Linked DNA regions of Gossypium hirsutum: region 2 is linked to region 1. Evidence: chromatin contacts called from public Hi-C data. All regions are on one chromosome and are shown on one strand. The core of a region is the stretch at or near the end of the contact, and the rest is flanking DNA. Distances in the headings are between cores, read along the strand shown. Region 1 has its middle 34 kb from the start of LOC107887456. Region 2 holds the start of LOC107948304 (sodium/hydrogen exchanger 8-like).

Region 1 (4,090 bases), core at 1,023-3,522:
TGGTTGGGGTAAAAAAATCAAGGATTAAAGTGAAAAAGTGGTAGAAACTAAAATGATACACAAAAATTATCAAATTGTTCTTTATCCTATTGTCAAAAATTATAAATTTGGGTTTTGAAATATAAATTTTTAAATTTGGGCATCATCAATGGATACAAAATTTTCAACAATTTATTTAATTTATTTTGATGTCTTGAAATTGTTTCTACCTTAAATTGCCTATTTCCTTAAAATGACAAATGCAACGGAAATGCTAGATTGGAGTGGCTACTACGACTTGGCACTACGAAAAATTATGCAAACAAAACAGAAATAACACAAAGATTTATCTATGCAGTTTGGTTTCCCTATGTCTACGGAGCCTAATTCAGTGAGTAATTTTACTATATTTTATCATAAATACAACAGGTGATTTACACTCTATCACTCTTCAAGTGCAGAGATCTTACTTTTGTACCTAAATACTAGAACACTCTCTTTCAAATCCTCCCCCTAAGAAATTAGATATTAAACACTCAACAATATTTACAATTCAGTTTGCACTCTCTCACAAAAACAATTCCTCAATGAATAAATTAGAATGCACTCAGTAAGCTCTCATTACATAACCTAGACAAGCCTCAAGCATATATCAATTTCAGTTTACTAACATAGAATCTAAGAGAATACAAAGTAACTCATTGAAAATAGTTATTACATTAATAACAATCAAAATAAAATCACTCGAAGATTTGCTCCACAAAATCAACAAAGCTATCTCGATCACATCTCTACATTCCAATGACTTAATTGATTTATACAAATCCAATCCAATCTTCAAATGCCAAGTACTGGTTTGATTTATACAAATCCAATCCAATCTTCAAATGCCAAGTACTGGTTTCCATAGATGAACCAAACTATCTTTAATATAACAACACATACTAAGTCCAAAGATTTTCTTCATTAAATTGTCAAACCAAATAAGACAAGTTTTTTAATCACCTTAGTGGCAGTCTGTCGTTGGCACTGTCGAGTGCCACTCAGCAACTCTCAGCGCATTTTTGTCTCAACAGAAATTATTTTCAAAAATTATCAATGAAAATGATTGTCTTTAGTAGTTGTTTACGATTTAGTAGTTGTTTACGAAACTCAATTTTTTTTATTATATAATGTTAAATCTTTTGTTCTAAGTTAAAAACAAAGAAAAAAATATTGCAATTAATTAAATTAATAAATTTTATCTTCCATTCCAAACAAATCTCATAACATTTTCATCACTTCTCTACCCAACCGAAGAACAATCAATTAATTTAATTAATTGTAAGTATTTTTTTTCTTTGCTTTTAGCTTAGCATGGAAGATTTGAGATTATATAATAAAAAGAAATTTAAGTTTTGTAGATAATTATTAAAAATGAGTTATTTGAGTTGATTTTGTCAAAGATAATTTGAAAACATAAAATAAAATTTTAAAATTTAAAAGGAGATTAAATTAATTAATTTTAATATTATAGTAACAAATCAGTTGATATTATCCATGGATAAAAAAACTTTCAAACAACTTATTCAATTTATTTTTATATTTTGAAATTTAAAATTTTAATATTAAAAAAAAGAAATTTAGAATTTTGGCCATGGGATAAATAACAACAATTTGACAATTTTTGTGTATTATTTTAGTTTCTATAGCTTGGTCACTTTAACCCTTGATTTTGTTAGCCCAATCAATAGTTGAAAAAAAATATTTTTAGGTGACTAAAATGAAATCAATCTAAAAGTTTGGTGATCAAAATTAAAGTGTAAATATGATGTGTATAGTTAACTACCGTCAAAGATTTAACGTTTGCATAACTAAAATAAAAGCACCCTAAAAGTTAAGTAACCAAATTACAAAGATTTTATTTTAAATCACTAAAATAAAAGCAGGTTAAAAATTGGTTCTCCGACTAAATAGTTAAGTCTAATTTTTTTTAGTGAATGGCATTCGGCAAAGAGTGAAAAAAAAATGGCAACCAAAGTTACTGCGATGCATTGCTGAGATTTATAACACTATGCATTCATTAATATAGAATAGAGTGAGAGCAATAACCAAATTCACTATGGAGCCTTCTACAAGAAGACAACACCATTTATCTTTAGAGCTGCAATCATCATTTGTAATGGATAAATCACAATTTTGTAAAAGGGAACAAAATTAAACCCAATCACATTAAACAAAAATAAAATGGAGAGAGAGGTTGGGTTGGGGCGAGTATGGGCTGGGCCTGATCATAAAAATTTACCTATATTTTATGTTGGGCTTGGGCTGTCCCATAAAATACTAAAAATAGGTCCGATATTTTTCACCTTTATTTTGTAAAGTTTTAGATGAAAAAGAAAAGAAATGGCTCTCATTCATTGTAACCCTAAAATTATACATGTACGGGGAATGTGATTAACGCTGGCAAGTTTTAATGGAATTTTCTTGGTCTTTGATAAAATGTCTTATTCATCAACCAACTAGTAATAAAAAAGTATATAAATGTGAGAAATTAAAAAATTAATTTTTTCATAAAAAAAAAGTAACTTTTTATCTTTTTAGAAATTAAAATATTTAATTTTATCATATCAATCAAATCCTCATTTGATTTTTTATATGAACTCTTATAAATATATTTATTACATGACCTATATCATATGTTTATCATCATCTTAAATTTTAAGAAAAAGTACACCTAAAGTTACTAAATTATTAGTAAGTTTACATTTTGGTCACTCAACTTCAAAAAGTCACAAAATGATTATTGAATTATTCGGAAGTTTTTATTTAAGTCACTAAACTGTTAAAAGCATTGTTGTATGGCTTTCTCTATTCGCACCATCTACAACAATAGAAAGTTCTCATTCCCTTTATATTCTAAAGTTTAGTTTTCTTTTTTTTTTTCATAAAACAATTTAAACGTTACAAATCTACAAGCAAAAATCTAAATAATTTTCTTCTTCGACTCTTTGGCATTGATCGTCATGTCAACTTGAATTTAAGGTATGTTCTTTTACTCGTCGACGGAATTAATTCACTATACTAATCGTCGAATTGTTATTTGAAACTCACTAACCTGACTTTATAATATATATTAATAGTCTAATTACTTAAATAAAAAATTTTAAATATTTTAATAATTTAAATAAAAATTTTTAATAATTTTAAAACTATTTTATAACTTTTTTTGATAAACTTTTTCTTTTCGAAGAATGAGAAAAAATAAAGAAATAGCGTGGTGGTGTGGGCACTAGAAGTCCAAAGAAAAATAAAAGGGATATTAAGAAACTCCACCAAAGGAATTTTCTTCGAAACCCAACTTGATTTCGACTTTTAACCCACCATTATATATAGAGTCCAAGTTGAACAATATATGCCAAGCTGCAATGCCGTTTCGGTACCATCGAAGTTGAAAGCTGAGGATTTAACTACTGCATCCCATTTCATTGTAAGTTATACTTGATACTAACTTAATCAAGAGTTAAAAGTATATATATTTAAAAATATACACAAATAAATAAAAATTATTTATTAATGTAACATTTACAAAAACTGAGGTCTTAGGATTATGAATGTTTTGATTCAACCATCACGTAAAAAGGTAGGTGTGAGTTAATTAATTAAGTTAATTGAATTGATTTTAAATTTAATATAATTAATTAGTTATTTGTTAAAAATAAAGAGAAATGATATTTTCATTTCTTTAACTTTTCTTTTTATCATGAAATTAGATTGGCTGTCTCATAAAGAAGAGCTTGAAATTGGATTAATCATATGGGGAAAAATAAACCCAAATGACCTCAATTAAGTTTGACGGGAATTTTGCTAAAAAAAAAAAAAAGCTTGACGGGAAACTTTGACTTTTAAGTTTCACCATGAATGACATATTTCAATTAATAGTTTCCTTGTCTTTCCAAATAGAAATTTATACTTTCATTGTAACCTGTTTATTTTAATAATTAAAATTTCACAAATTTCATATATAAGAAGTTTTTGAATTGTTATCCGATGTTAATGAGCTAGTATTGTTTCGATGGAAGTTCAAAACTATAAATTTAATAAAATGAAAATACCTCATTTAAGTGTTTGA
Region 2 (4,090 bases), core at 443-2,942, 230 kb after region 1:
GGATTCTACTATTAGAATTTCTAAATTACTAAGATTGCCTACAGGAATATACTGCCCTTAACACGCCTAACCCATGGTTAATTGAATTGTGTATCAATACTCAACAAAAATAATAATTCATTAATAAAGATAATTAAATCAAAATTTAAACAAATTGAATATTTTTAAAACTTAGAAATATTTAATTCTCCTTGGTCTGATACCAAATAGTCCCGAAAATGTTAAATCTATTTTTTATAATTAAGATATTTTTCATATTTATTAAAAAAATTTAAATTATTATAGAGAGAGTAGATTCCTCATCACAACTGTCCAAAATTTTTTTAAGCGGATCACATGTTTTTTTTTTCAATTCACCAAATCAAACAGAAATTAGAGAAAATGTATCATGTTCACCGGGAATGCAGCAATGAGCAAATATGAATAATAAAAGTAGTAAGAGAATATCCCCTACAATTGCTGATACGTCCTAAATCCGACCGACACTTTGGATAATAACATTGTTATCAACCTTAGCAATTAATGAGAAAGGAAGGTGGAAGACATGGCTTGTATATAATGAAGAGAGCTGAATTCAGGAAGCTTCCCAGTAAATGAAAAGTAGGAGTGTGGATTTGGTGGTTGGAAACCAAAATAACTGAACGGAATAAGATCAGTTTCGTCGGTTTACATTGTTTTTTTTTTTGGGTTGAACCGATTGAAGGATTAAAGTGTGCGTTGTTTTAAGATTTCGTGCAGTAGTGGTTGTGTGCTTAGAAGTGGTTTTATTTTCTTTTTTGTTCACCACATGGTTTAAAATTAGAGAGAAATTTGAAATCTGTAAATACTATAGCTCTTTAAATTAGAATTATTACTCAACCAATTAGAATAGTTTGATTCAATTTCAACATTTTCAAAAAAAGTTTCGAAAGGAAAATGTTGAATGGTTTAGGTAAGATGTTATTTATTTTCTAATAAATAAATAAAATGTAAATATACATAAAATAAGTTAAATTATTGGTGATTTTATTTATTTACTTTTGAGTGGAAATGTTTTTATGGGAGGGGCCATTACTAAAAGTTTCTTTAAACACATTTAAACAGTAATATTTATTGATTTTTAAAATAATTTTTTTATCAAAATTTTTAGGGTAAATTATGCAAATAATCACCTAATTATACCCACATTCTTGTTTTGGTTATCCTACTTTAAAATTTTATAGATGTGGAACGCCTCTGTTGTTAAAGCTGAAAGTTTTGGTTAAAAAATTTAAGGATCAAATTGATAGAATATGTAAGTATTGAGAATTAAATATGATATTATATTAACTAAAAAAAGACTTTTGTTATCAAATTAATGATGGATGACCAAAACATAAACAAATTCAAACATTAATGTCTACATTAAAAATTTTTAAAGTTGAGAAACTATAACAAAAACACGAACATAATTAATTTACTATTTGTATAATTTACCCAAACTTTTATATAAGTACATATTTATAAGTTACAAATATAATAGGAATCAACCTTAAATCAAAATCATGCTCAAAAGTTATAATAAAATAAAGAGAAAATAATTTGAAATATCGAAATTTCAAAAAAAAAAATCAACTTTTCCATTAAATAAAACTGAAAAGAAAAATTTAAAAAAAAATAAAAAATTTTCCAATTTTGCTTTTCTGGATGGAGACATTAGTAGGGGTAATTAAGAGCAGCTAAGAGGGTGGTGCCATCGTTTCCAGTTTTTCCGTTTAGAGAGGAGAGGGGAGTAATCTTTTTCTTTTTTTTTGGATCAGACGGCAGGGAAGTGTTTTTAGAGAGGGGATGTGTTGAATCCGGATATTACGATAAGGTAGGTACTTAAAGCATTAGCAGTCATTTTGTCACTATTAATAATATATTATTCTATTATTATCAGTATACATGTAGCATTACAACCATGGACTCAAAAGGACGAAACATAAAAGTGATTGATGTAATTTGGCGAAATCTAATGACCTAAAATGTAAATTACATGAAGAATATATATTAATAAAGTTTCAAGTGAATTTTATATAAATACATGAGAAGGAGATAGCAAGCAGGTGATCTGAGTTGTAATAACATGGAGGAAGTGAAAGAGTATCTATACGTCTTACCGTCAAGAATGCTAGAGGAAATTAGCTCCAGTGAATCGGAGCCAGTGGATGCGGTCATCTTTGTTGGGATTTCTTTGGTATTAGGAATCGCTTCCAGGCATCTTCTTCGCGGCACCAGAGTTCCTTACACTGTCGCTTTGCTCATCATTGGCCTTGGTCTCGGCTCTCTCGGTTCGCCTCTTCCTTCCTTTACCACTTCTTATTTATCATAAGAAAATTTAAATTAGCAGCACAGGAGAAGTAGGATTATCCATTGGACTTTCATGGAGTTTTGACTTTTTATTTTTATTTTTATTTTTTCTATTTCCAATATATCAAAATTTGTTAATTTCGTTGTTTTGATGCAAACTTCATTTGGTTTTTATAATCCCTTTGCCTCCAAAATAGATCATTAACTTGACTCATCTAAAGTCAATATTGTAAGTCACAAGATCTAAGCTAAGATTTTTCTTCTTTAGTTTTGCGAGAAAATTAGTTCTAATTTCTGGGCATTTCTTTCGATCTGCTTTTCTCTTCTAATATTACTTCGATTTTTGATCTTCTAAACCAATTTAAGTATACTGATATAAGTTCAACTTTGGTACTTTGATACACTGACCGGAGTTTCCTTCTTAACTCGGTGAGTTAAGAGTTTACCCTCTTGTTATTGTTATTATTATTATTAATTCTAAAAACTACACAAAAATTCATTCTTCTTCTCATAATATATATATTATTTCTATTATATACACACGCCACTTTAAAAATTAAAAAAATAAAAATAAAACAATGCAATTTAAAGGGTTAAGACATGCCACTCCACAAGCGAAACTGATTAGTGTATCCATTGTTTCGTTAATTTTTGAGAAATTATACATTATTGAAGTGATATATAATCCTAGAGTATATTTAGAAAAAGTGACCATAGCAGTGCTCAGCTTTACTTGTTAAAGTTAAAAATTTACAACGTCAAAAAAGAATTCATTCTTAATGTTTTAGCTATTCTGGATACAATCCAGCTGGTGGAGTTTAAGAATCCTGTCAGGTGGATGGGATAGTTTTCTTAATATATATTATATTCCATATTCCATTTCTGAATCTGAACTCTTTTAAGTGGATTTTTTTTTGAAAGGCTTTTAAGTGGAAGTTAGTTTACAATTACCAGTGAAAATTGATTTTAGTTGGTAAGAAAGATAGCATAGCCATAAACAAGGTCTTAACTGGAATTATGATTTCATTCTTGATTAAAAGAAAAAAACTTGGCACCTGGTTCCAAGATACTGGAATTGGTGGCTCATTCAAGTTCACAAGAAACAATCTCAAGGTCATAATTTCTCTCTATATAGGTGTAATGTGTATTTTTAATCGTTAGTGAATTTCTTTTCAACTTCTATCGCATTTTTTACTGCTGTTTCCTGGTTGTAAAGTTTTTATTGATCAATACGTGAGGATCAAGATATGGTCATACTAAATTGTTTGGTTGTTGCAAGTTTGTTGCTTTTTTTTCCTGTTCTTTAGAACATGGTCTTTTACCATTTCTTTTAGTTGTCCCTGGAAGTCATCTACTCAATGTCAATGTCGTTGATCCTTGCTTTGCAGAATATGGTACAAGTCATAAATTAGGAAGGATTGGTGATGGCATTCGACTTTGTAAGCTTTTTAACTTCATTTTATTCCCTTCCTTAGGCAAATTTAAGATAGTTTTGATCGGAAAAAGTACCTATATTTCATCAAGAATCAACAAATTTAAGGGTCTTACTTCTGATTTGCAGGGAACAACATTGATCCTGACCTTCTATTAGCTGTTTTTCTACCCGCATTACTTTTTGAGAGTGCATTTTCTATGGAAGTGCACCAGATAAAGGTCTGTATTTTCACCTTGGCTTATAAGTCATAAGAATTTCACTTTCACAGTTTTACTGAGGAAAGCATGCTTCTAAATACCAGTCATTTGAATTCTTTAATTCAAAAACCTCTGTTCTATCCAATTG

What was found. Hi-C and Micro-C count contacts between places; a contact is called where the count stands out from the background.
Region 2: a contact with region 1 is called in a Hi-C map of leaf, with 2.1 times the contacts expected there. The contact joins the promoter of LOC107948304 here to the enhancer-like site in region 1. A contact is called at or near these places in 3 of 34 Hi-C or Micro-C datasets (leaf and seedling).

Annotation. Positions count from the first base shown.
Region 1 is chrA03:75,252,624-75,256,713 of Gossypium_hirsutum_v2.1, forward strand. No RefSeq gene overlaps it. Among protein-coding and RNA genes, the nearest start is that of LOC107887456, 34 kb to the left of the region's middle. Within about 2 kb of position 2,273, at least 1 of the 9 cell types and tissues checked has an H3K27ac peak or open chromatin away from gene starts, as enhancers often do. A contact at or near this core is called in leaf, where this site is marked.
Region 2 is chrA03:75,479,647-75,483,736 of Gossypium_hirsutum_v2.1, forward strand. LOC107948304 (sodium/hydrogen exchanger 8-like) reads left to right here and starts at 1,693. Exons shown (of 24, transcript NM_001398468.1): 1 at 1,693-1,834; 2 at 2,053-2,291; 3 at 3,699-3,749; 4 at 3,872-3,963. The coding sequence starts at 2,087.